Linked DNA regions of Mus musculus: regions 1, 2, 4, 5 and 6 are each linked to region 3. A link is a contact called in public promoter capture Hi-C data. All regions are on one chromosome and are shown on one strand. The core of a region is the stretch at or near the end of the contact, and the rest is flanking DNA. Distances in the headings are between cores, read along the strand shown.

Evidence for each region. Promoter capture Hi-C pulls out the DNA fragments that hold promoters and counts their contacts.
Region 1: a promoter capture Hi-C map of pre-B cells shows a contact between it and region 3, with 2.4 times the contacts expected there. The contact joins the promoter of Bnip3 here to the promoter of Phrf1 in region 3. A contact is called at or near these places in 1 of 39 promoter capture datasets (pre-B cells) and 1 of 484 Hi-C or Micro-C datasets (trophoblast stem cells).
Region 2: a contact with region 3 is called in a promoter capture Hi-C map of liver, with 4 times the contacts expected there. The contact joins the promoter of Nap1l4 here to the promoter of Phrf1 in region 3. A contact is called at or near these places in 4 of 39 promoter capture datasets (the C10 cell line, erythroid cells, liver and 1 more) and 1 of 115 datasets of contacts at active chromatin or transcription factors (extraembryonic endoderm stem cells).
Region 4: a contact with region 3 is called in a promoter capture Hi-C map of pre-B cells, with 2.9 times the contacts expected there. The contact joins the promoter of Cars here to the promoter of Phrf1 in region 3.
Region 5: a promoter capture Hi-C map of pre-B cells shows a contact between it and region 3, with 3 times the contacts expected there. The contact joins the promoter of Lrrc27 here to the promoter of Phrf1 in region 3. A contact is called at or near these places in 2 of 39 promoter capture datasets (cranial neural crest and pre-B cells).
Region 6: a promoter capture Hi-C map of pre-B cells shows a contact between it and region 3, with 4 times the contacts expected there. The contact joins the promoter of Ppp2r2d here to the promoter of Phrf1 in region 3.

What each region holds. Positions count from the first base shown.
Region 1 is chr7:138,908,238-138,912,316 of GRCm38.p6, forward strand. It overlaps Bnip3 (BCL2/adenovirus E1B interacting protein 3), which reads right to left and starts at 1,269. Exons shown (of 6, transcript NM_009760.4): 1 at 1,126-1,269. The coding sequence starts at 1,156.
Region 2 is chr7:143,546,581-143,550,667 of GRCm38.p6, forward strand. It overlaps Nap1l4 (nucleosome assembly protein 1-like 4), which reads right to left and starts at 2,540. Exons shown (of 16, transcript NM_008672.3): 1 at 2,462-2,540.
Region 3 is chr7:141,226,730-141,231,148 of GRCm38.p6, forward strand. Phrf1 (PHD and ring finger domains 1) reads left to right here and starts at 2,059. Exons shown (of 18, transcript NM_001081118.1): 1 at 2,059-2,162. Gm51460 reads right to left here and starts at 2,887. Exons shown (of 1, transcript XM_030243134.1): 1 at 1,477-2,887. The coding sequence starts at 2,482. The coding sequence ends at 1,994.
Region 4 is chr7:143,597,578-143,601,538 of GRCm38.p6, forward strand. Cars (cysteinyl-tRNA synthetase) reads right to left here and starts at 2,513. Exons shown (of 23, transcript NM_013742.5): 1 at 2,405-2,513. The coding sequence starts at 2,429. Gm15579 (a long non-coding RNA gene) reads left to right here and starts at 2,527. Exons shown (of 2, transcript XR_870064.3): 1 at 2,527-2,636; 2 at 3,046-3,281.
Region 5 is chr7:139,210,868-139,215,024 of GRCm38.p6, forward strand. It overlaps Lrrc27 (leucine rich repeat containing 27), which reads left to right and starts at 2,121. Exons shown (of 11, transcript NM_027164.1): 1 at 2,121-2,400; 2 at 3,808-4,092. The coding sequence starts at 3,856. It also overlaps a transcript of Stk32c not described here.
Region 6 is chr7:138,843,796-138,848,223 of GRCm38.p6, forward strand. It overlaps Ppp2r2d (protein phosphatase 2, regulatory subunit B, delta), which reads left to right and starts at 2,591. Exons shown (of 9, transcript NM_026391.2): 1 at 2,591-2,720; 2 at 2,817-2,909. The coding sequence starts at 2,714. It overlaps Mapk1ip1 (mitogen-activated protein kinase 1 interacting protein 1), which reads right to left and starts at 2,472. Exons shown (of 2, transcript NM_001045483.1): 1 at 2,162-2,472.

The DNA of each region.
Region 1 (4,079 bases), core at 19-2,518, 2.3 Mb before region 3:
GCGCAGTGCTAACAGTCTGTAAAGGCTGATGCTGGGAGAGCCTTTCTGTTATTTGTGAGACAGGGTCTGGCTACAGAGCCCCGAACTAGCCTGGTACGACTGTGTAGTCCAGGCTAACCTGGAATTTGTCAAGACTCAACTTCACCCACCCCATGATGGGATTTTAGGTGTGTCACCACACCCAGCCTCACTTCCATTTTAACCTACAATCTACTTCACTGCTTGCAGTGAGCCTACTGAACTAAATTATAAGCACTTTACCCTCCTTTTGAGCTGTTGTAGCTCTCTTCCACACTACCTCCAGCCATACCCCCTCTCTGTTTTTCTCTTTGTAGACTTGGCTGTCCTGAAATTCACTCTGTAGACCAGGTTGGCCTCGAATTTACAGAAATCCCCCTGCCTCTGCCTCCTGATTGCTGGGATAAAAGGTTTGTGCCACCACTGTGCGGCTATCCCACCTCTTAACTCTAAAACCTGACAGAGGTCTGAAACCCTGTATCCTCCTCTTCCATCAGGAAGTGGCAACAAAGCAAGCCAGGGGTAAAGATTGGGGGAGAGGGGACACAGCGGCAAAGCCTGTTAATTCCAAATTCCAGCTACTCTAGAGGCTGAACCAGGAGGATCACAAGTTCAAGACCAGTATGTCTTAAAGCAATAAAATGAAAACTGGTAGTGTTGCTCGGGAAATGAGCACTTACCCAGCACGTTCAGATCTGGTTCTGTCCCCAGTACCAAGTAGGAAAAGTGAAAGGCACTACAGTCATAAATATTAATGACTTCAATCAAAGCACTGAAAATTCAACTGCAACCTCTAACTCACTTAAGCAACTCTGAACAAGGGGACGCCAAGGGCCTGAAATCTGAGCTACTCGGGAAGCTGAGGAAGGAGGATCGCAGAGTTCGAGGCTCCCCTGACCTACAGAGTCTGAAAATACAGAACTATGACAGTGTGAAGAACAGAGCAGGAAAGAAAGACCCGGCCTGCCTGTGAAGGTACTGTCTGTAAGATGCCCCGAGGCTCACCACCCAGCCCCGGCTGCACCGAACTGCATCGCGGCCTCCACTCACCGCACCCCAGCCCGCGACCCTACCGCCTCCGCGGCCCCTCTCGGCCCACTGCCTCACCCTGCAGGTTCTCCTCCCCGCTCTGCGACATGGTGGCTCGGCAAAGGAGCCCGAACCCAACTGCGACAGGCCTGGGAGGCGGTCACCGAGAGGTAGCAGGGGCAGCCTGCGCCGCTCAGTTCTGAGGCCAGGCGACACTGGACTGAGGGACAAGGGGCGGGGCGGGGCGGGACGCACGCGGCGGCGGAGCCCATTGGCTGGGGGGCGGGGCCTGCAGGTGGGGGAGGAACGCGGGGGAGCGTGTGGCACGTGCGGCGCGTGCGCCGGCATGGGCGGGGCCTGAGGCAGGAGTGCGCGGGAGGGCGGCTGTTTTTAAGGTCTAATGCAGAAGTGGACCGGGGGCTGTGCCTGAGGCTGGAGTAACTGGGACCTAGGCGGGTAGGGAAGAGTCTGGGGGCGGGGCTCGAGGTCTGAGCCTTGGGACTCCGAGGTGCGCGCATTGCAGAGGCCAAGAGGCGGGTCTTGAAGCCAGGCTGGAGGTGGGCAGACGTGGGCGGGCTCCGAGATAGGCGTGGCATGAGGACGTGCGGCCAGGTTTTTGGGCGTCTGGCCTTGGGTGCTGAGTTTGCCCCTCCTGCTCGCGGTTGACCCATAGTTCCCCAATCTCCTCCGGAACCTGCGAGCGCCAGCAATGGGAGCACACATGGTCTCGCTGTCTCTATGCACGCTTACAGATAGTTTTTTAGGTTGCATCTTTAAGAAAAATGCAGTCCGGGAGTGCTTATGTATAACTCTAGTCCCAGCCCTGGTTCGTGGCCAGGCTGGGCTGCACTGTATGAAGCTGTTTACAACAAAGCAAAACAAAAAATTTGCCAGTATTCTACTGCAGCATCAATGGCGAGTTGGGTAGTGCTGTGGTATGCTGCATGCGAGAAAGGACGGCATTTTTGGACAGGAACGGTTGGAGAGACCTTTGGAGGGCCAGTTTTGAGGATTCTGCATCCTCCCTGTAACCTACCCAGTAGCTTCTCTGTACTTGGAGGTTGGAATTCCCTCTTGATACAGTTCTGGGATAGAGAAGGGGCTTGTGAACCTCAAAAGAAGCTATCTTAGTAGCAGTGGGTCAGGTCACTAGAAGCAGCTTCATTTGGTGTTTTGTTTTTTCCCAGACAATGTCATAACCGAGGCTGGCTTTGAATTGGCTGTGTAGCAAAAGCTAACCTTGAATTTCCGATCCTACTGCTTTCGCCTCCTGAGAGCTGGGATTATAGCTATGCAGCCTTGATTTCCGTTTGTTTTGTTTGGAGTGCTAAGGTTATACGAGGGCCTTGCACATGCAAGTTCACTGCAGCTGAGCCATGTCACCAGACTGAATCTGATGTCTTTTTTTAGACAGATTCGCTTTGTAACCTACTCTGGTCTTAAACTTTTTTTCCTGCCCCAGCTTCCCAGTGGTTCCACCACTCTTAACTGAAAGCTTGCTTTCTTACAGTGCTCGGAGCTCTAGCCTAGGGCCTTCAGAACAATAAACAGATTCTCTGCTACAGACACCAAACCTTTGTCTCAACCCCCCAGGTGCTGGGATTACAGACATACTACCACACCTAGCAAGAAAAAAACAGCTGTGGTCCTGCTTGGTGACAGACTCTGTGTCCAGCAAGAAACAGCTGTGGTCCTGCTTGGTGATAGCCTCCGTGTCCAGCAAATCCAAGGGTTCAATCCCCAGCTTGCATAGATATGTGTGCCTGAATGACAAAGGGAAAGAGAAGGGTCTGGGAATTCTCTACACCAGTCTACTAAGAAAAGGAAAAACGAAAATGTGGATTTGAAGGGGTTAGGGATGTTATAAGTAGAAATTTATGTTTATCCTTTTTTTTTCTTTTTTTTTCTTTCTTTTTTTTTCTTTTTTTTTTTTTTAATGGTTTTTCAAGACAGAGTTTCTCTGTGCAGCCCTGGCTGTCCTGGAACTCACTCTGTAGACCACGCTGGCCTCGAACTCAGAAATCTGCCTCTGCCTCCCAAATGCTGGGATTAAAAGCGTGCACCACCACTGCCCGGCCCTTTTTTATTTTCTATGTATGTATGTATGTGTGTGTGTATGTGTGTGTATATGAGGCTATTTATTTATTACAGGGTCTCTCTAGGTCTCATGGAACTCACCATGTAAGCCAGGCTGGCATCGAGCTCTCAGAAAATCAGCCTGCGTCTGCCCCCTGAGTGCTGTAGACATATGTATTTTTAAGGAGAAAAGGTTGTCCACCTCTTTAGACCATTCAATAAAAAACAGGCAAAGGAGTCAGTTGTTTGTAGTGGAGCACCACGCCTTTAATCCTAGCCCTCTGGGAGGCAGAGGCAGGTGGATCTCTGTGAATTAGAGGCCCAGCTGGTCCACATGGTGAGTTCCAGGCCAGCTGAGTTACAAGGTGAAAGCCCGTTCAAAGGGGGGGAGAAAAGTGGGAGGTGGTGGCACGCATCTTTAATCCCAGCACTTGGGAGGCAGCAGAGGCAGGCAAATTTCTGAGTTCGAGGCCAGCCTGGTCTATGGAAAGCAGTCTGGGAAAAATCTAAGGTACCTGAGTGACTTTCCCAACTTACTCTCAACCCCATGGAGAGTCTCAGTGAATCTGTCCCTCAACGGCTGCAGTACCTCAGAGGCACTCCATTCATGACTAAGCAAATAATGCCAGTAGTGTGGCTCAGAAGCCTGGTGCATCTACCAACAACTTCTAGCCAGGCACACTTGGGATGTAGAGCCAGAAGGATCAGTTCTAGGCTGAGATTTACCCACATAGTGACTTTGAGGCCAGCCTGGACTACATGAAACCCTGTTTCCATAAGTAACTTACATAAGTAGAACAGGGGCCTCAGCAGGTAAAGGTGCTTGTCACCAAGTCTGACAACCCAAATGCAGTCCCCATGGTGGAAGGAAGGAGAGAACGGGCTCCCAATAGCTGTCCTCTGGCCTTCTCTTGTACCAAGGACATGCACATACAAACATTAATAGAATGTTTAAA
Region 2 (4,087 bases), core at 1,290-3,789, 2.3 Mb after region 3:
GCTATTTCCCTAGTACCTTCCTCTACTTTGGCAATAGGTGCAGCAAGATGAAGATGACATCAGCTTCAATTCTAAATGCCTAAATGCACTTCATCTTTCTTGCAGTAGCGCTGGCTGGCCTTGAGCTTCCTGCTTCTACCTTTTAAGAGCTGGAATACAGATACAAGCCAACACACCCACTTACATTTCCTTTTAAGTAAACAAAAAAACCTTGTACTCACGGGCTAGAAGTCCCCAACAGCTCATTACTACTGCCTCTTTTTCAAAACAGGTCACCTGGGGCTGGATGCAAGCAGCAAAGAACTCACTGATGTGCCTATTTCACACTGAGAGTTGCCCTTAGACCTTCAGATTTAAACTACCCTTTCTTAAATTTCTAACTTATTTATGTGTATGGGTGGTTTCCCTGCTTGTCTGTGCACTACTTGCAGAGGCCAGAAGAGGCTGTTGGAACCCTGGGACTTAAGTTATAGACTATTAGAAGCCACCTTATGAGTATGGGACTCAAACCTAGGTCCTCTGCAAAAGCACACAATGATCTTAACCACCCCTAAATTAACTCTCTTGTCTAGGATTTTTTTTCTTCCAAAAACCAAAATTTTAGGTACTGGCAGTTAAATTTTTATACAAATACAACATAAACTTTTATACACAACATAAAGACAGCTAGCAGGGACAGTATACTTTCACTAACAAGAGGCAAACAGGAAAAAAAAAGTGAGATAGGATCTTGCTGTTTTTCCAAGACAGATTTTAAACAGTTCCAGAGCAGTTGGGAATCTAGGTGTATACTGCCATATCTATCTTAGCTGGGGCATTTTAAGACTCAAGTACAAAGTCAGACCAAAGTGGTGAACTACCTCATTTCTAAGAATACCACCCCTGCAGGAGATTTATTGCCCACTGGTATATTCTATATACTCAACTACACAAAGCCAAATGGCCAGCTCACAAGCCATGATTTCTGAGAAGATCCCAAAATACATACATTTTCCCCCAGAACTTTGGTAATACAATTCCAGAATTTTCAAAAAACGATAAAATCACTATTATTTTCACCAGCTATTCTATATTAACTGTGAAAAACAGTTCGGGATTTAAAGCTAAAACATCAAAATGTGTTTAAATGTTATGACACTGTGAACCAATATTGGTCAACTAAGGGGGGGGGTTGAGACCGACAACTGAGTTTTACAGCATCTACTTTAGTTAAAATGATACAGCTGTAGACTACCCGACAGGTGAACTATACTCTAGTCCTATCAAAGCCCTGCTTTCTCTGAATCTTACTGTTCATCTGAATATTTGTTTCAATACGTTATTTATTTAATAATAAACATTTATTATTAAAACTGAGCCAGATTAAATCTATTTGAATTTAGATGCAAGGTACCATCACACTTAACCTATCAGGGACTTAATTTGCAATACAGGTCGAATACTCCTATACCAAAAAAAAAAAAAAAAAAAGAAGAAGAAGAAAAGAAATCAGAACGTCCCAAAACCCACTTCTTTTCGAGCACATTTTGGATTTCCAGATTAGGTACGCTCATCTGTCAGACCTACAAATATTCCACAAACCGAACCACTTCAAAACCCAGGCGTTTCTTGCTAATGCACAGTCAGCCTGTTGCACCTACATCACGTACTATTGTGAATGAGTTAAGACACGTCAGGAGCTTAAAGGAGCCCCTGGTGTGTAGTAAGCGGAGATTAGTCACCGAGAGGAAGCAACTACTATGACAGGAAGGCGGCAGTAACTTAAAAGCATTTAACTTTTGGACCAAAAACTTAAACTTGAGTCTTTTTGCTGTGGAATATGCATATGCTCGTTACCGCAGCGCACGCGCCGGAAGCTACCGCGGAAATTCCTCCAAGAGGCAGCGAAGCAGAGTTGGAGGAAGTGCGGGCCAACTTGCCCCAAGGATACCCTCGGAAGAAGGGGTACTGCTGACGACCCTGAACCCGTTAGGGGCGCCCGGGTCTGAAGGCTCAGTGTGTGTCACTAGGCTGGCTCCGCCTCCACCGCAGGCTCAGAGAGTGAGGTCTGGCTCAGAGACCGGGGCACTGTGCGGAGAGCATGCAAAGCCCGGAAGGGCGAGGCGGCGGCCCAGTAGACCCCTTCCTTCCCAGGCGCGGTCTGAGACGAGGCGTACCCAGGCCCACCTCGCTGGGGAGGCCTTGTCCTCTCAAGGAACCGCCTGCGCCGCTTCGCGTGGGTTCTCGGGCGGCGGGAACAAAGCGCGCTGACCTTCAGCCGGGGGCGGGGCTGCACGGAGGAGGGACCGGCCCGCCATCCGCCGCCACCCGCCACCCGGACCTCTGACCCGGTCGCCGCCCGCCTCTGCTCGCCGCCATGGCGCGTCGGCCTGCCCGCGCCGCCCACTCCTCCCCGTCTCCGCCTCCTCCGCCCCAGTCCCTCGCCAGCCGCCCGCCGCGCCGTTACCCGCCAGCACCGCACCTCGCGCCTCCTGCGGCAGTGGCGCCTGTCCTAAGCTCGCTCCGGGGCTGCACCGCCGTGGTCGCCAACAAAACCACCTGCCATTGGCCGTATCGCCGGGCTCCACCCTCTGCGAGCAAAACGGGCGACGAATGGACAATAGAGCTGTTTATCAACTGCACCAGGCACTAGGAAAGGCGGTATCCAATCAAAATCTGTTGAGGGAGCACGGCGTCCAGCCTAAGCCCGCGAGCTATATGTAGTTAGAGTAGTGACGTGTGTTCCGGCGCACGCGCAGTTCGTGCTTCTTTAAAGGGGCTGCTGGGCGCGCGTGTAGGACTTTGGGCTTGTTACAACCTCTAGGGTTTGAGCTTCCTGGACCACATCGGCAACGCTCTTTCCAGATTACTTACAACTCCCTGCCTTCCCCCGGCCTGGGAAAAGCACCGCCTACTTCTCAAGGCCTTCTGACCCTCTGTCTACAGTGCCTGCCTGGCATGGGACTACCCTTCTGATAGAAAAGTTCAGCACATCTGTACTGGCTGGTTTTGTGTGTCAATTTGATACAAACTAGAGTTATCTGAAAGGAGGGAGCTTTGAGAAAATGCCTCCATAGGATCCAACTGTAAGGCATTTTCTCAATGATTGGTGGGAGAGGACCCAGCCCATTGTGGGTAGTACCACCCCTGGGCTTATTGGTGGTGTCTGTAAGAAAGCAAGCTGCACAAGCCAGTAAGCAGCACCCCTCCATGGCCTGTGCATCAGCTTCTGCCTCCAGGTTCCAGCCCTGCTTGAGTTCCTATCCTGACTTCCTTCAGTAATGAACAGCAATATAGACGTGTAAGCCAAATAAACCCTTTCCTCCCTAACTTGCTTTTTGGTCATGGTGTTTTCATTGAAGCAATAGACAACATCTGATAAGAATAAATAACTTGCTTGCAGATAATGTGTGTTTTCCTAACAAATTCTACGAACAGGGCAGTTGGAAACAAAGCTGGGTATGGTGCAACATGCATGCCTTCAATCCCAGTACTTCTGAGATAAGAGATACAGGTGACAGAATGAGCAGTTTGTCACTTCCAACTATGTAGCCAGTGTGGGGCCAGTCTGAGCAACATGCAACCCTGTCTGAAAAACAAAAACTTAAAATGAAGTGTGGTTACTGAAGGCCAGAAGGTCTACAGCATTGTTTTTCTGTATTACTTCTCTTTCATTCTTAAATTGGAACTATGTATAAACAGTTTCGCTTACAAAATTAAGGAAAGTAAATAAGCTCGTATGTTTTTACTTACATTTTTTTCTGACATACATTTTTTTTTCCTGACATTTTGATTGGTTAGTGGCTGGTTTTGCTTTTCCACGACAGGGTTTCTCTGTGTAGCCCTAGCTGTTCTGGAACTCGATCTGTAGACCAGGATGCCCTCAAACTCACAGAAATCCACCTGCCTCTGCCTCTCCGGTGCTGAGATTAAAGCCGTGCAGCAGCACCACCAGGTTTTTACTTCATTTTTATTTGGGGAGTGGATGTGGTTAAATCAGACAAGTATAGAAAATAGTTTGGTAGCCAGGGACTTATTTGGTTTGGACTACACATAATGCTTTTCTAATAATGCTCTGGGCAGTGTAAAAGTCCCCCCAACATATTTT
Region 3 (4,419 bases), core at 809-3,308:
GCCATATCTCATTATAGATGGTTGTGAGTCAACTTGTGGTTGCTGGGAATCGAACTCAGGACCTCTGGAAGAGCAGCCAATGCTCTTAACCTCTGAACCATCTTTCAGCCACAATATTTCTCCTTTTTAAACTCCTTTAAATTTCCTCTTCTTAGCTAATTCTACTTATCGTTCTCTTCCCAGCAAATCAGCGAATTTACTGCATAGTTACCATGCTGGCCTTTCCTGTTCAGTCTTCTGAGTTTCTCTATACTTCCTCCAAGACTGATACTCTCAGAGTCTCAGATGGGCCTTACTCCCAGCCCCATCGTTTTTGAGTTAAGAGTCTCATGTAGTCTAGACTGTTTTTGAACTCCCTGTGTATGCAAGGATGACCTTCTATATAATCTTGCCTATGCTTCCATATCTAATTTATTTTGTGCCAGGGATGAACCCATGGCTCTGGGCATGCCAGTCAAGCACCCCTCCATCTTAACCACCCCCCTGCTCCCAGGTCCTTTCTTTCCTTTGAGACAAAGAGGGTCTCTTTGTAGCTCTGGCTGTTCTGGAACTTGCTATGTGCTCCAGGCTAGCCTTGAACTCACACTGGTCCGCCTGTCTCTTCTGAGAGTAAAGGTTATGTCACCCTGTCCAGCCCCAGATCCCTTCTTGATGTATGTGTTTGCTTCTCCTTTTCTTGTTTTCTTCAGTACCCTACCCTTGAGTTTCTTTGTAGAATCTGGACTTTTTAGCACTGAAAGTCCCAGGTTCCAAAGCTGGTCCCCACTACCACCACATTTTATCTCCAAGGCAGCCTTTTGTCCTCTGCTCTCTGGGGATAACCCTAGCTTTCCCTCTTCTAAGTAGACTCCTATCTCCTCATCTTCATATTCTTCCTTCCCTCTCCTCCCTGCCCCTCTCATCCAGTTTCTCAGTAAATCTACAGTCTGTCTTCTCCTCCTTTCTTTTTCTTTTCTTTTCTTTTCTTTTTTTTTTTTTCTTTCTTTCTTTCTTTCTTTCTTTCTTTCTTTCTTTCTTTCCTTTTTTTTTTTTGTTGTTGTTCTTGTTGTTTTCGAGACAGGGTTTCTCTGTATAGCCCTGGCTGTCCTGGAACTCACTCTGAAGACCAGGCTGGCCTTGAACTCAGAAACCCGCCTGCCTGCCTCTGCATCCCAAGTGCTGGGATTAAAAGCGTGCACCACCACTGCCCGGCTACAGTCTGTCTTCTATTCCTATCAAAAGCCATCCCTTCTGAGCCACAGTGGTCCCTGGACCACAAAATGGGCAGTTGAGTCCAGTGAGCCATGATTGCCACCTGTTTAGTACCTCAGTGTCCTCTGATCCCCTCAGCCTCTAGGTCAGTCTCAGTTTTGTGGGTCTGAATTTTCCCTGAGTCCTCTCATGGTTCTTCCCCTAATCCTATTATGCTCCATACTTTGACCCCTCTCACCAGGCCTTTATGCGTACTAGGCAAGAAAGTGTCCTACTGCCAGGCGGTAACCTCTAGTTCTGTTCTTTCTATTAATTATCTGTGCCATACAATTAAGTTCTTCACGGTGTTCACAAGTTACTGTGCCTCTCCTCGCCGGGCTGAAGGGGACGGAGGAGCTCGTATATACAGGATCCATCATGATTAACTGCATACTGGAAGGGAACCTGAAGACCCAGGGGACATCCTGAAGCTTTTCTCTAGCGCTCCTCCAGCCGCGGGCTGCAGTTAAGTCCAGCCACCAGGAGGAGGCGCTCACGGGAGGGCGGGACGGTTGTGGGCGGAGACGTGGTCCCGGGGCCGCTCCCATTCATCGCGGCGGATGGGGAGTCGGACTGTACCAACTGCATGGAGGTGAGACCCACAGCCTGGTTTAGTGCACTGGTGAGAGCTCGGACAGCACACGCTCAGCAAAACACTGCTCTCCTCTGACAGTACTTGTGATGGGCTAGTCGGTGTTCTGAGAGGAAGGGGACGCGCTAACGTCTCGTCATCCTCCGCCGCGAGTTCCTCCCCGTTTTGGCCTTAGTAGTTTCCACCAACGGGCAGGGCAGAAAGTTCCGGAAGAGTATGGGTGCACTTCCGGGTCGGGGAGCGCGCGGCGACGGCGGCGGCGGCTGACCGGCCTACTTGCGGTCGTGTTCGGACAGAGGCGGGATCGTCTAGGAGCGTCCGGGAGGCGCGAGGTTCCCGGGTACGTGCGGTAGCCGCTCTGGCCCGGTGTCCCTGTCGCGTCCGGCCGCGCGGGCCACCTATGGTGGCCGTACGCTTTGTCTGTGGCCTTCCGGGCCGGCTAGGCCTACGTCGCTCTGGCCGCGGGTCGGTCCGGAGGACGAGAGGGTGGCTGAGGCCTCGAGCTGAGCCCCGGAACGTCCGGCTGCGACCGGGAGGCCCATGGGCGTGGTGCCGGCCACCTGTCTGGTCATGCGGGAACCTGGACTGGTGCATAAGAAAGGTGTGACCCCTAGCTACCTGGTTTTCTGTCCTGATGGCCCTCGCCCTGGCCAGCACCATCTGAACTTGCCCAAATTGTGCTTGATGTCGCGATTATCGTTTTCCTTAGTTCGAGGAGCCCTCCCAGCATTCTCGAGTAGGCACCACTGTCGGAGCTTTACAGCCATAGTTCGGAGAGGTAAAGTCACTTGTCAGTGTTACATCGCTGCAGAGTGGCAGAGCCAACATTGCTTTCAAACCTGTCTTCCTGTCTTGTGTTTGAACCCCGGGTTGCTCCCATCGTGTCTTGAAAGGAGTACTCTGCAACAGAAAACAGTAACGTGTCTGGCGACTGTCATCTTGGCCAGTGGTTGGAAGCACAGTTGGAGTTTGAGATTGACTTGCAGCTCGGCATTCCTCCTTTCTCCCCATAGACCACTCTATACTCATTCCTCTGGGAAGAATGCTGAGTGAAAAGGGCAACCTGTGGCGTCACTCAGCACTGAGAGAAAGCCAAGACTTGTGTGAGTGAGGTTCACAGAGTTCCTTATAGCTCCTCTTTTCTGAAAACTGGGACCATGACCGAGGTCCCCGTCATGAATGGGCCAAAGCTCTGTGTCTATCTCAGTCTGCATTTTCTAATATCAGAGACGGTGTGTTTCAGCAGGAGTCTGTGGCAAATTCTCTGAGCACCAGGTAGACGTAAGATAGTTTATCAGAACTCTTCTCCCTTTACTGTTCCCAGGCAGGAGCAACATGTGACAATTGACATTCCTTAAGTTATGCCCTCTGTGTTTAGAGACCATCAGCTCTTCTCCTGGCCTTTGACCTCTTGGAGAAGGGTTTCGCCCTTCCCTGTGGCTTTGAGTGGATAGCCTGTGTGTTCTTGAGGCCGATGGACCTCTAGGATCTGGGGCCCCTGATCTTGAGCCCTATTTTTCAGCTTTCTTATGCTGTTTTGTTTTGTTTTGTTTTTCTCTGACTGTGGACATTAGGTTTGGTGGGAAGCATAGGGTACCACAGGATAGGCTAGTGAGTTTTTGAATGAATTTTCTGTGAAAGGGGCTTCCTCTGGAAGTAACTGGGAAAGTTAGGTGGCACAGAGGAGTAAAGACCACATATATGAATAGGTTCTTATTTGGGGAACTAGAGCTTGGTACAGAAGGAAGGTCATATCTAGTGACATTTATGATCCTTCTTTCTCTCTTTTGTTTTTTGTTTTGTTTGTTTGTTTCTGAGACAGGGTTTCTCAGTGTCTCCCTGGCTGTCCTGGAACTCATTCTGTAGACAAGGCTGGTCCCAAACTTAGAATCCGCCTGTCTCTGCCTCACAAGTGCTGGGATTAAAGGTGTGCCACAACTCCCTGGCTCTCTCTCTTTTGTTTTTGAGGCAGGGTTTCTCTGTGTAGGCCTGGCTATCCTGGAACTTGCTCTGTAGACCAGACTGGCCTCAAAGTCAGAAGAGTGAAGACAGGAAGTCTTTTAAACATTGTTCTTACAGGCTTGCAAAGGAGGACTAGCAGGTGTTCCAGCTGACAAAGTCAGGAGAGGGACAGCCCAGCATCTTCTGCCTTTCAGCCTGGGCCACAGGAATGCCATAGTCCCCAGGAACTTCATCTGAGGTTTATAATCTGATGGTGGCCAGCTGAGCAGAGGCCAGTGGGCCAGCATTGGCCAAGAGTGACATGCCCACTTAGTGACAGGCAAATGGGCGACTCACCACTGGAGTCCTCGTGATGACCGGCTCTCAGGTGAAAAGTGCTGCTCTGTTTCAGCGCATATGTCTGTCTGGTTCATTTCTGTATTAGGACTCTTCAGGAATGCTTGGGTGAGAGCATTGCTAGTCCTCAGGCACGAAGACCCTGCTTTGCATTTGGTTCTGGAAACTAGTCACTGTCTCTTATGAAGATGTATTTTATGTTTTATATTTGCACATGGCTCTATGACTAGGGTACTGTGTGTTGTGTCTCACAGCTCAGATTCTACATGTGTGACAGTGCTTAGGCCACCAGGGAGGTC
Region 4 (3,961 bases), core at 1,263-3,762, 2.4 Mb after region 3:
ATTCAGAGCTTCGGCCATCTTCTGAGGAAACAGGAAGGGAAAAGCAATCACCCCAGTGCCCTCAAGTTGCAACTAAAGGCCATCTCTGTACTGTGGCTTTCCAGTTCCTGAGTGGTTTTATATTGTTTAAAACAGGATCCCATGTAGTCCAGGCTGGTCTCAAACTGGTAATCCTCCTGCCTCATCTCCCAGAGTGTAAGAATTACTGATGTGTAGCCACACATAGCTTTGTTGGATTTGTTAAAAGTGGCTACCTTCTCTGAGTTGCTTTTTTCTTTCGTTTTTTTGTTAATTTGTTTGAGACAAAGTTTCACTATGTATCTATTATCTATGACTGGCCTCGAACTTACTATGTAAAACAGGCTGGCCTTGAATTCTTAGAGATCCCCTTACCTCTGCCTCTGGAGCACTAAAATTACTGAGTGACAGGCACATGCCACCACACACCCATTCCTGGATTTTCATGGAAGTTCTGACTCCTGGATCATCTTCCCTCAGGACTTGTGATCTCCCCTGAGATCTGCACATCATGTATACACTTTTACTTAAAAGCCAAAGAGGAAGCTAGACATGGTGTTGTGATACCTGCCATCCCTATAGGAGACAGAAGGATCGGGAATTCCAGCCTGGGCTATATGAAACCCTGTCTAATTGGATGGATTGATGGATGGATGGATGGATGGAGTCGCAGAGTCCCATTCTTGACAGACCTGGTCCTTACACACCTGGCACTGTTCCAAGTTCTTCCTATGACTACACCACCCTCAGTGGCAGGACCCATTTCCTGTAATGTGAGTATGGGCATAGTTGTGATCCTAGACCTGTTGGGCAGCTCAGGGTGGAGCTGCTGGCCATGCTTCTGTGTTATAGTAGTCTAGGTGGACTTACAAAAGCTGCTGTGGGTGAAGCAGATAGAAACTAGGCATGCCAGTTGAGTGGAATGCTAGAATACAAAGGTAGGTACCACTGTCACTAGGCACATGCTAAGCAGTCTTGTCATCTGGGTACTCAGGTGATCAGAATCCAGCAAGGCCACAGTAACCACAGAGCACCACAGGATGCCTGAGAGATCTTGGAGACAGGTAACTGAGAAGTCAGAGCTCACATCTAATTTCTGGCTTCATCACAGAGACTAAAACCTACACTAAGCATTCTGCCTTTGAAGGCTTGCTTCTCACCTTCCAGGATATGGGCCAAGGCCTTTGCTCTTTCTAGAACCCACTTGCTAAAAAGATGAGAAAAGACACTGCTCTTCAGCGATCTGCCAAGGCCCAGGTCTACCCTGGGGTGACGTAAGTGACTGCTTTCTGAGGGAATCTCCCAATTGGCAATAAAGTAGATTGCCAATGATGCTCTGACAGTGATGCTCTGACTGGACAGGTCTCTGTGGTGACTGCTGACCACACTGGAGATTAAAGCCTTCATAAATCCCCAAGCTCTTTCATGTATGCGTACACGGAGTCCCTGCTTCCTCTGCCCTACTTCCCTAAGTACCAACCTCATGTGCCCTTCCGCCCACCTGCTTGGGCAGAAGACCAAAACAATCTTTGGGCCTTTGCCTTACCCCCAAAGTCCAGCCAGGGCAGGAGGGGGAGTGGTGAGGTCTCATCCAGGTACCAACTAGAGTCAGGCTATTTGAAACAGGACCATCTCTCCTATTGCTGAGTATCCAAGGAAACTTTAGCCTTAACCCAATCAAAAAATTGAAGCTGAGGAAGGGAGGCACTTACAAGACAGGAGTCAGGTCCCACCAAGGAGTACTCTAGCTTCAGGGAGTCATGGCAGCCACCCCCAGGTCCTGGCCTGCCACTGTCCATTGAGACGCTGGCCATCCCCAGAGCTTTGGTTTTGCACTGCCCACTTGGGCCACGGCTGTCCCCACAGGCTTACCGGAGAACGTTTTATCCCAGAGCCCTGGACTGGATACTACTCACCTGAGGATCCATCTCTGCCCACTCCAGTCACTGCCTAATCCAGATCTCTAGCTTGTCACTGCCCACCTGGGCATGCACTGTTCCTAGAGCCCTGACCTAGCCACTGCCCAACCCAATAGCCTCCACTCTAGAGCCCTGGCTGGTCACTTCCCGCCCAGGGATCCTCTGCCGAACAGCCTTTGCCTGCCACTGCCCATTTAAGCCTTTACTATCTTCGGATCACTGGTCTGGGCACTGCCCACTTAGTCCATGGTTGTCCCCACAGACCCGACCTGAGCACTGAGTCCCTGGGTCTTGCTGCCCCCAACCCCTGGCTCGCTTGGCATTACCCACTCGTTCCACCGCTGTCGCCACAGCACTGGCCTGGGCACTGCCTCCTTGGACCATGCTGCCCACACAGCCCCAGCCCGGTACTGCCTACTCGGGCCATGCTTGTACCCAGAGCTCCACAGTCATCCCGCAAACCTCACCCTGCTCCGCGGAGGAACCTGCCATCACTGGGAATCAAGACCCGCGGCCGCCGCCACAGACGCCTTCCAGAATCTGATGCAACCGCGGCGCCGGAAGTCCCGCCCCACCAGTCGTCTTCCGGGCATGTCCAGTAGCTAGGCAACTGCAAACTGACGCCGACGTGGGGCATGATGGGAGAATACTATGGTTTACGCTGGCGCGGAACTTAATAGACACCAAAGGGCTAAGACAGTGAGAAGCGCAAACCCGGGCTGCTGAAGAGGGCTGGGAGGGGCGGGACGAAATGGGGGAGTGGGAGGGGCGAGGAGCTGGGTAGAGGGGCGGGGCAAAACGAGTAGAGATTAAAGAGATGCAAGGGAAAGGGTGGGGCAAGGGACTCAGCGACTGGAGGAGAGGGGCGAGGAAGACGCCTTTTTCTGAGACACTCTCCAAAAGGCCACACAAGCCTGGAAACAGGTGGTTCCTGTTACACTCTCTCCTGAATCCTTTTATTTCCTGTGTGTTCCTTAATTCCTGATGTCGCCTCCCAAGACACACCATCAGAGGGAGGTTTATGAGAAGAAATGGAAAGTATTATTTTAGAAACATAGCCAGGTATATAGCGAGACCCTGTCTCACAATTTTTTTTTTTTTTTAAAAGCTCCGTTTTGAGGTTGGAAGATGGTTCGGTGGTCAAGAGCACGGCTGCTCTTCTGGAGGACACCGGTTTGATTTCTAGCACTCACAACTGCTCACAACCGGTTGTAACTTCAGTTCCATGGGATCCTAACCCTCTTTTGATCCTTGTGGGCTTTGCATGCCTGTGGTGAAAAAGACATGTGTTGTGTGTGTGTGCAGGGAAATAAATAAATACAATTATATATTCTGGTATATATATATTCTGGCAACCATGGTCTTAATTCCTGGAAACTCAGGAGGGAGAAGCAGGCAGTTCTCAGTGAGTTCCAAGTCAGCCATGGCTCCATAAGAGACTCTGTCTCAACATAAATAAATAATTAATTAAAAAATAATTGATACTTGGTAATATGTATTGTTTGGTTATGTACCCTTGGGACAAGGGACTGAGGTGCAAATTTTATATTTCAAAGCAAACCTGGCCTCCAGGTTCTCTCAGCATCCCTCAGTCCCTACCTGGCATACCCTTGCTGTAACCCTGAACTTTCCAGCCCAGGGGCTGGACTGCCCTTCCCCCAGAGGCTCTTCCCTATATAAACCAGATGTTTTGGTCTTCCTCATCGCTCCTCCTGTCTTCTCTATGTTCACACCCTTTCTCTTTCTCTCTCCTCCCCCACCATGGTGACTTCCTTGGCCTCAGTCCTTGGGGCCAGTGAACTTTCGCCTGAGAGCAGCTTCCTAATAAACCTGCCTATATGTACTCTAATCAGGCTTGAATTGGTTCATTTCATGGGCAGCAGAGAAATAATGTATCACATAGGTCTTAGTTAGGGTCTTACTGCTGTGAAGAGACACCATGACCAAGGCAACTCTTATAAGGACAACATTTAATTGGGGTTGGTTTACAGGTTCAGTGGTTCAGTACATTATCATCAAGGCAG
Region 5 (4,157 bases), core at 871-3,370, 2.0 Mb before region 3:
ATGGCAGGAGCTGGGTAAGTCTGAGGAAGAACCATTCTGAGGAGGGGAGGGGGGAATAGTGAGGGGTTGCTAGCAATGTGAGTCAAGGTCAGGGTGTAGACATGTAATAAAATGGCAGAAAAAAGGCTGGCAAGAGCCTGAGCACAGGACATAGTCCCCACCAGGCACAGAATGAAACCTGGTATGCACCTAGAAACACAGGGATGCAGATTTCGGAAGGGTTTCAGCTTCCTTCACTGAAATGGCAATGGGGCTGGCAGCAGCCTTTTCAACCGCAGCCAGCAAGCAATATCTTTAAAATTCTGATAGAAAATTGTTGTCAACAAGGAACTCCGTACCAGTTAAATAGTCATTCAAGAATTAGATGAAAACAAAGAGGCTACATTCATAAGCTTAAGGAGAATAGCCCAGAAACACTTGCCAAGAGAACTACTCAACAGAGGCGGTTTAGCTGGGTAATAAAGTGAGCACAAAAAAAGGCAAGATGAGTTCCTACATATAATTAACTACCAGATACAAAAACCAATTTTATGGGCTTCTAAAGGAAATCAAAACTCAAGACAACCGTAGGATGAAGCAGTGGGCTGAGATGCTGCTAGGCTGGAGTACCCAGTGGCTCCCCGAGGTGCCTATGGACACCAGTTCCCAGCACATGACCATTACACCAAGCATCTCATTTTGCCAATCAAATGTGTATAAATTAATGTCTAATTTTGGATATAATTCTATTTTCCTAGTAGCAGGAAAGGTGGAGCATGTGTACTTGTGTGCGTGTGCATGTGTGTGTGTACATATCTGCACACATATGTGGGTGGGTATATGTACATATGTAGAGGTTGAATGTCAACTATGGGTGTTGTTCCTAAGGAGCTGTTAACTTGTTTGTTTTGTTTTTTGACACAGGGTCTCACTGGCTTAGAGCTCCACAGTGGTTGAGGCTGGTTGGCCGGTGAGCCCTCAGAATCCGCTTGCCTGTCTCCAAGAACAGGAATTATAGGCATACACTGCTGCACCTGAACTTTTTAAATGGATTCTGGTGATCCCATGAGTACGTGGCAAGCATTCCACTGAGAGCCACCAGAAAGGGGCCTCTCTGATGGCCTGTGTGGCCAGGCAGGAATGCCCTGCCTGCTCTGTATCCTAACGCTCCTCACAGCACCTCTTGACCCCAAGCTTTAGCAACCTGTAACCAATGGAACACTCGGGGGGATTCCAGCTGCCAGCCGCCATCTCTGCAGTGTTGAAGGGACATCAGGAGACATTTGATCAGAGGGCTACTGGGCTCCCACAACTCTTGAGTTTCCTAGGTTTTCTTGTTTTCTTGTTTGGGGATATTTTCTTACAACTTACTCCCATCTCACTTTCAGTCCTAAAGAATATATTAGTAAATGAATTGAAAATTCTATTCTATTATTTAAATTTATTATTGCATTCATATAGGGGATACCACAGGACAACTCTGTGGAATTGGTTCTCCCCTACCTAGGTTCTAAGCATTAACTCATCTTGCTGGCCTGAGTAAACAAAATTTGCTGTTGTTTTGGATCTAGACTTCCACTTTGGTCCCATCTTATACTTTCAGTTCCATCCTGCTTTGCTACTTCAAAAATGTTTAGCAAGATTATATCACTGAGCACGTTAGCTAAGGGCATAATTCAATGTCCAGGCCAGTTCATTTCCGATAGTTTCCCTTAGAATTGATGACGTGTCATGTTGCTCTGTGTGTGACACATTACTCACTAAAAACGGTGGAAATTGCTAAGATCTCAACTTCTGGCCCCCAGAAAGGAGTGACCCATATCACTTCATTGGTCAGGATCCTCTAGAATCCGCAGCGGGCCTTCTATCCCCACCAGATCTGATACTAAGGCAGTTTACCACGTTCCCGTAATTTCTCTTTTCGGGAGGGATCCTTTTTCTCTAAAGGTTTAGGGTCTATGGACTTGGTTGACCTGCCTCCCAGAATACCCTGCTCTGCAGGTTTCTAAATGGAAAAGGACAGCCTCCAAGTTTCCACACTAGGAGAGTCTGTGCAGATCCAGGCCCCAGGACAAAAGGGCCAGCAAACCCGGCACCAGCCTGGGAAGCCGAGAGCGCAGCACTGCGGCAGCTGCTTCTGCGCAGGCGCGGAGGGCAGCGGTCAGTTCCAGAGGCCTGAGGCCCGAGGGTCCATGGCCCTGGAAGACGGTCTGGTCAGCAGAAGCATCACTCGACCTCCTTCGGGTCCCCAAGCCCTCCCCGAATCCACCAGCCCATCCTCTCGAAGTTTCTTTCTGGCCTTGTCGCCCACCTCCAGCATAAGAGGCGGTAAGCGCACGCGCACCGAAGCTATCCCAAGCCAGACCTGCGACTTGATGCCTTCCGGCCTCCGTACCGCAGCAGCGTCTCCATGGCGACCTGGTAAACCGCGCAGCTCGCTGGTTTGTTAGGTGGTGCCTGAGCCTCTCGGAGGCGGGGCAGCCGACGTGTCAGGGCGGAGTCGCAGGTGGGCGGGGAAGAGCAACGGGGCTGGAGGGTGGGATAGCTGTTACGTCAGTCACCGCTAGCCGGCTGCACTGGATGGGACCCGGCCACCAGGTTGTGGGGCGGGGTCACAGTCTGGCGGGCGGGAGTAGACGCTGGGTTGGGTTGAGGAGACCGCCACAGACTCACAGAGCAGTGAGTCTGGTCTGCTGGGGGTCCTGTGAACGTCAGCCTTTGATGGCGCGGTGGTGGGAGAGAACTATGACTAGATCCCCTACCCTTTTACAGTGGCCGCACCTGGGAAGATGGGATTGAGGTCCAAAAGTCGAGTTCCCCTACCAGCCCAGTCTGGAAACAGCATCACTAGTCCCCTGCCTCCCTCTTGTCCACACATTTTCCTTACAATGTAATTTGATGGAGGCAGAATCTTTCCTCCTAATTCCAAGGTGTAGAAAAAAAATACAATAAGCCGTAGACTATGCAAAGGCTTGGAGACCTTAGGGAGACCCATTACCCAGCTTGGGGGGGGGGGTGGCATATCTCCTGCCAACGCAGACCTAGGTTCCCCATGAATTGTACACCTTTAAGACCAGCTCCTTAACTGAAAAGTCACCCGCTCCTTAAAGGAGAGTGAAACTAGGAAAGTGTGCCAGCATTTGGCAGATCTTTCAGCCATCCTCTTTGCTTGGATGGTTTTGCAAGTAATACCCTGGCTAAGCAACAGGATTATTGAACTAAGATGCAAGATTGTCATTGCCCAGGTTTTTCCCTAGTGCCCACCTAGATACCTCTTTGGTCTGGTCTGGGCCAGTGTGGGAGGCAGGGGTTGGCTTCCTGACTTCAGAGTCTTGGATACAAGAAGCAGAGGAATTTCCAGGGTGGAAATAGGAAACTGTCTTATCTCTTCCCATCTTACAGGTGTTTTGCAAACTTGAAAAGTCCCCCGGTGTTTTCATCCTGGATGCTTGTTTCCACTGGTATCTTCCAGTTAGACTGTAGTCAGGTGGCTGTTTGCTTGTCATCTAAGCACTTTGGAGGTGCATACAGGAAGATCAGGAGTTAGAAGTTCACCACAGTGAGTTGGAGGCCAGCCCAGACTACTTGAGCCCCCCTTCTCGAATCATAATTGTCATTCTCTTCTTCAAACTTTGTGGTACAGCGTGAGGAGCAAAGAATATAACCAGTACCTCCTTATGTCCCAGCATTTACAAGTTTAAAGCTAAATTCATAGTACTGTTGCTTTTTCAGCAACTCGAGTCCATCCCCCCTCCCCCCACCCCCCCACCCCCGTGTGACTTCTGGTTGCTAAGACACACACACCACCCCCACCCCCCTTGTTTCCAGGTGACTCCATACCAAGAAGGATGAGCAGTGGCCACTGGAGCGCATCACATGGAGGACACCAGCCCCCAAGCAGTGGCCGAGAAGGCTGCTAAAGACCCCAAGGCTGCTAAAGATCTCAAGGATGATGCTGCTGCCGCCACCAAGAGCTTCCCCGATCACTTTTCCAGAGAGGGTGATGATCAAATGGACTTTGAAGGGGTCATCTTTTCTTCCTCACCAGTTTTAGACCTGAGTCAAAGAGGCCTGCGCCATTTGGGAAAGTTCTTTAAAATTCCCAACCTCCAAGTAAGTCCAGATGCTGGGAGGGTTAGGATGCACGCGTGCCTGCAGCCAGCAGCAGAATCAGCTCT
Region 6 (4,428 bases), core at 1,341-3,840, 2.4 Mb before region 3:
CTAACAGTTGCTATGGAGACCTTAAGATCACAGAAGGCAGGGGCTGGAGCAGAGTGGCTTAAGGTCTCTAAGGAATGACCCACAAGGGTTCTCGGTCTAAGGACAGAACCACATCCTTAGAGAGGAGGACAAACAGACAAGAGAGGAAAAGTGGATAGAGTGGAGGTGGAGAACAAGGCAGGTACCCACCCCATTCCACATTAGAGTAAGCAATCGAAAACGATGGGGCTCGAGATGGCTCAGTGCATGAGAGCACTTGCTTCTCCTCCAGAGGGCCCTAGTTTGGTTCCGAGCACCTATGTCCCGCAGCTCCCTACTGCCTATAACGCCAATGCTACAGGATCCAACACCCTCTTCTGGCCTGGGCATAGATGTGCATATATTTTAAAAAGTTAAATTTGGCCTATGCTGGCTCATTTCATGTCAACTTGACAGGGTGGGGTCATCTGAGAGGAGGGTACCTCAATGGAGAAAATGCCTCCCTCAGATCTACCTGAGGGCAAACCTGTTATTTTCTTAATTGGTAATTGATGGGGAGGAGTCCAGCCTATTATGGGTGGAGCCACCTCTGTCCCGGTGGTTCTGGGATCTGTAAGAAAGCAGGATGAGCAAGCCATGAGGAGCCAGCCAGTAAGCAGCACACTTCCATGACCTGCATCAGCTCCTGCTTCCAGGATCCTGCCATGATGTCCTTCAGTGATGGACTATAATGTGGAAGTGTAAGCCAAATATACTGCCTGCCACTAATTATTAAGGCAGCTACTTACAGTTCTGTCCATTCGGTCTGTCATTCTTCATTAAGAAGCACCCCAGTACACACAGACACACATGTGACAGTGCTGTCTAGCTACATAACTTAAACATGCAGCTACAATTAGGCAGATAGGAATATCGAGATCACTTGGCATTACTTGAGATACCCATGCCTACATGGAGTCTGGATAAACTTAAGTTAAACCCCAGTTCTGCAAGCAGTCTCAGAATGCTTCTTCCCAGGCTTGGAATTCCGTCCTCAGGCTCCTCCCAAAACGTCCTCCCAGAACTATACATATGCTCTTAACTCTCCTGATGCTCTGGAGTGTCATCTGGGTGACATTCCTATATCCTCACTACTCCATGTCTCTTATTCTTCTCCATTACTCTCATACACCCAGACACATGCAGCTCATTTTATCCTCCTACTTAACTCAGAGACAGTTCTTTCAGAAACAACCCTGAGTGCTGCTACTGATGGAAGGCCCTATTTCTTCATGACTTTCTCCAGCTCTTGGCCATAGCCAGCCCTCTCATCAGAGTTCACCCCCTGAAAACAGCTTCCTGCTCTGTCCCGGACCACCTTGCCTCCACTGCTATGACTAGCCTTCCTTGGCCACTTCTGTTCTCCCCACAGCTTCTTGCTGCCCTTTAAACACATTAGCAAGCTTAGGTGTGCTCCGTGCTTGTAAACCCAGCGCCAACGAGGTGGAACCAGACGTATTTCAATTTAGAGACCAGCCTCATGTTACATGGCAAGACCCTAATCAAAGTGTGTGTGTGCAATTGAATTAAAAATAAAACATCGGAAAGAAAAGGTCAGGGTGGCCCAGCCTGTGCACTAGCTGTTCTCATTTCTAGCAGCCGCCCAAGACGTCAGCCTGAGATTCTTTCTTATCTCCTCTAATTGCTCTCCTAAAGATACCAACTGCTCCAATCTCCTTCCCCTGCTTCTGTGTTGTATTTAACTCTAGTCCACTTAACTTTCCCCAGGTTTTTCTTATTGTCTCTTCTCCGCTGAAGAGTAAACTCCACCAGGACAGACACATCACCTCTACACAAGCAGCATCCCAGCCAAGACTGAGAATAGAAAAAGCACTTGCTAAAAGGCAAAACATTTTTGAAGTGGAGAATGCTCTGGTTTGGAACAACTGCCCTCTAGTGGTGCAGTACGCTCACTGCCAACTTCATAGTGATTTCGGATAAGTCAAGCCCACGAACAAATAATTCCTCTTCATGCTAGAAAAACACACCCACAAATAAAGCAAATGTCGAGAACGGTTCCCTAGGGGCTATACTGAGAGCTCAAAGAATCCCTGAAGTAGCACTCTGATGAGATCAGTGCTCAGAAGCTACGATCAAAGATTCTGGGGGCAAGAGAGCCTGGATGATGGGCAAAATTACGCACGCAGGTGCTGGGTTCCAGGTGCTCCGGGGATCAGAGGCCCCGCCTGCCCACGGCCGAGCGCTCTCTATTGGCAGATCCACGGAGGTTCCGCGTTCCCGTTGGCTCAGCTGTAGGAAAGGCCCAGGCCTTCGAGCATCCAGTCCAGCCGGCCGCAGAAGAAAGTCTGAGGCCTTAAGAACGTAGAGGGCGTCGCGTCCTAGCCTTGACACGACTCGAGAAGGCCGCCTCTATCTGCCAGCGGACTAGTCCAAGACACTCCTCTCCTTGGACCGCAGCGGCTACGTAGGTCCAACCTCAAGACAGCTCGCGCAGACGCAGTCGGCGCACGGTGCGCCCCCGGCAGCCCCCGCGGCACTGACCGTCGGAGGAGGCGGAGGGGGATGACGTCATCCGGCGGGGCGACGGGCATTGGGCGCCATTTTGAAAAGGGGAAAAAATTCCCTCCCCGGCGGCGGCGACGGTGGCGGCAGCGGCGGCGGCGGTGGCGGCCGGGGCTGAGCGCTCGGAGCGCCTCGGTCGGCCGCGCTCGGCTGGGCGCGTCCCGCCCGCGCCATGGCAGGTGAGGGCCGTGCGCGAGCGAGCGAGCGGGGCGGGCGGGCGGACTGGACGGTGGTGGGGCGGGGCGGGGCCGGCCTGACGGCGCGCTCTGTTGCAGGAGCTGGAGGCGGCGGCTGCCCGGCGGGCGGCAACGACTTCCAGTGGTGCTTCTCGCAGGTGAAGGGCGCTGTCGACGAGGACGTGGCGGAAGGTGAGGCCCGACCGACACCCCACCCCAACCCCCGAGCCCCGCAAGGTCATGCTCGCTCAGCCGCCGGTCCGGACGCGGCCGCCTTTGCCCGCCTGACCGGCGTTGTCCCGGGAGACCCTCGGCCGGCCAGCGGCTGAAGAGAGGGAGGGGTGTCCGTAGGGAGACGGCTGCGGACGCGGGGCTGGGGAGAGACTGCGGCTGAGTCCCGCTTCGGGGATCTGTTGGGGAGACGGCGGTGGACGCTAGCCTTGGGAGGCTATGGGGATGATGGCCATGACGCCGGCCTCAGGGGTCGGTGGGCACAGATGGCCATGGAGGCCAGCCTCGGGAGGCTATGGGGAGACGACCGTGGACGCCGGCCTCGAGGGTCTGTAAGAAGGTAAGGCCGGGGCAGAGGTATCGAGCCATGTAAGGAAGATGCGGCCACAGGTCTTTGGAGTCTGGGGTGTATAACGATCTTAAATGCATGTCTCACTAGCGTCTGTACGGAGTGAAGAAAAAGGACTGTAGACACTAGGCAGCGACCCCGGGATTCCGCTAGGAGTTGGTACCACGGGGTGAGGTGAGGTCCATTTTTGTGAAAGGAGAGAGATAGGGGGGCATGGCAGTTGATCTTGAGGCCCTGTGGGGTAAATCAGGTCCCAGACACTAATGTGGGAGCCCATGCAATATAAAGGGTCTTTCATCTATCTCCCTGGCACCCGTATAAGGTGGAAGGAGAACCATGCAGGGTTATCAGTCTCCGGGGGCCCATGCTGGACTGGACTCAGGACGGGATGGAGCACCGAGTGCTCTGGATACCCTGTTTGTGGTCGTAGGTGTGCTAGTCTGTCCAGTCCAATCTCTGGCCAGGTAGACGTCGGTCAGCCCTGGATCTCCACCTCTTGTTGTTGAGCAAGAGGAACTTATTTGTCATGGGGTCTCCTGAAGCGCTACAGTAGTGGCGGTTTTCTTTTTTTAACTGAGTAGTGTTTTCTCTTCCCACACTGCTCTTTAAAGTCACTTCTCCAGACTTTGTTTTTTGATGTTGTCCCATCCAGCCAAGTCCTGGGATTTCAAACACACACTGTGTGTGTGTGTGTGTGTGTGTGTGTGTGTGTGTGTGTGTGTGTGTGTGTGGTGAGCATAGGCCTGCCTGTTCGTGCTCCTGCACGTGTGGAGGTTAGAGGACAACTTAGCAGAGTTGGTTCTTTTTACCACGTGAGTCCCAGGGATGGCCATCAGGCTTGACAGCGAATGGCTTTACCTGCTAAGCAGTCTCATCCACCCACTTACAGTTTATTTTTGTTTTTTGAAACAGAATTTCATGTACCTCAGATTGGCCTCAAACTCCCTATATAGCTGAGGCTGGCATTGAACTGTTTGTTTCTGAGACAGGATTTTTCTGTAGAACAGCCCTGGTTTTGTGCACCAGGCTGACCTCCGGGGTTAAAGGCATAAACTGCTGTGCCCAACTTTGGCCTTGAATTCTTGATCCTGCTGCTTCTACTTCCCAAATTCTGAAATTATTGGCAAGCAT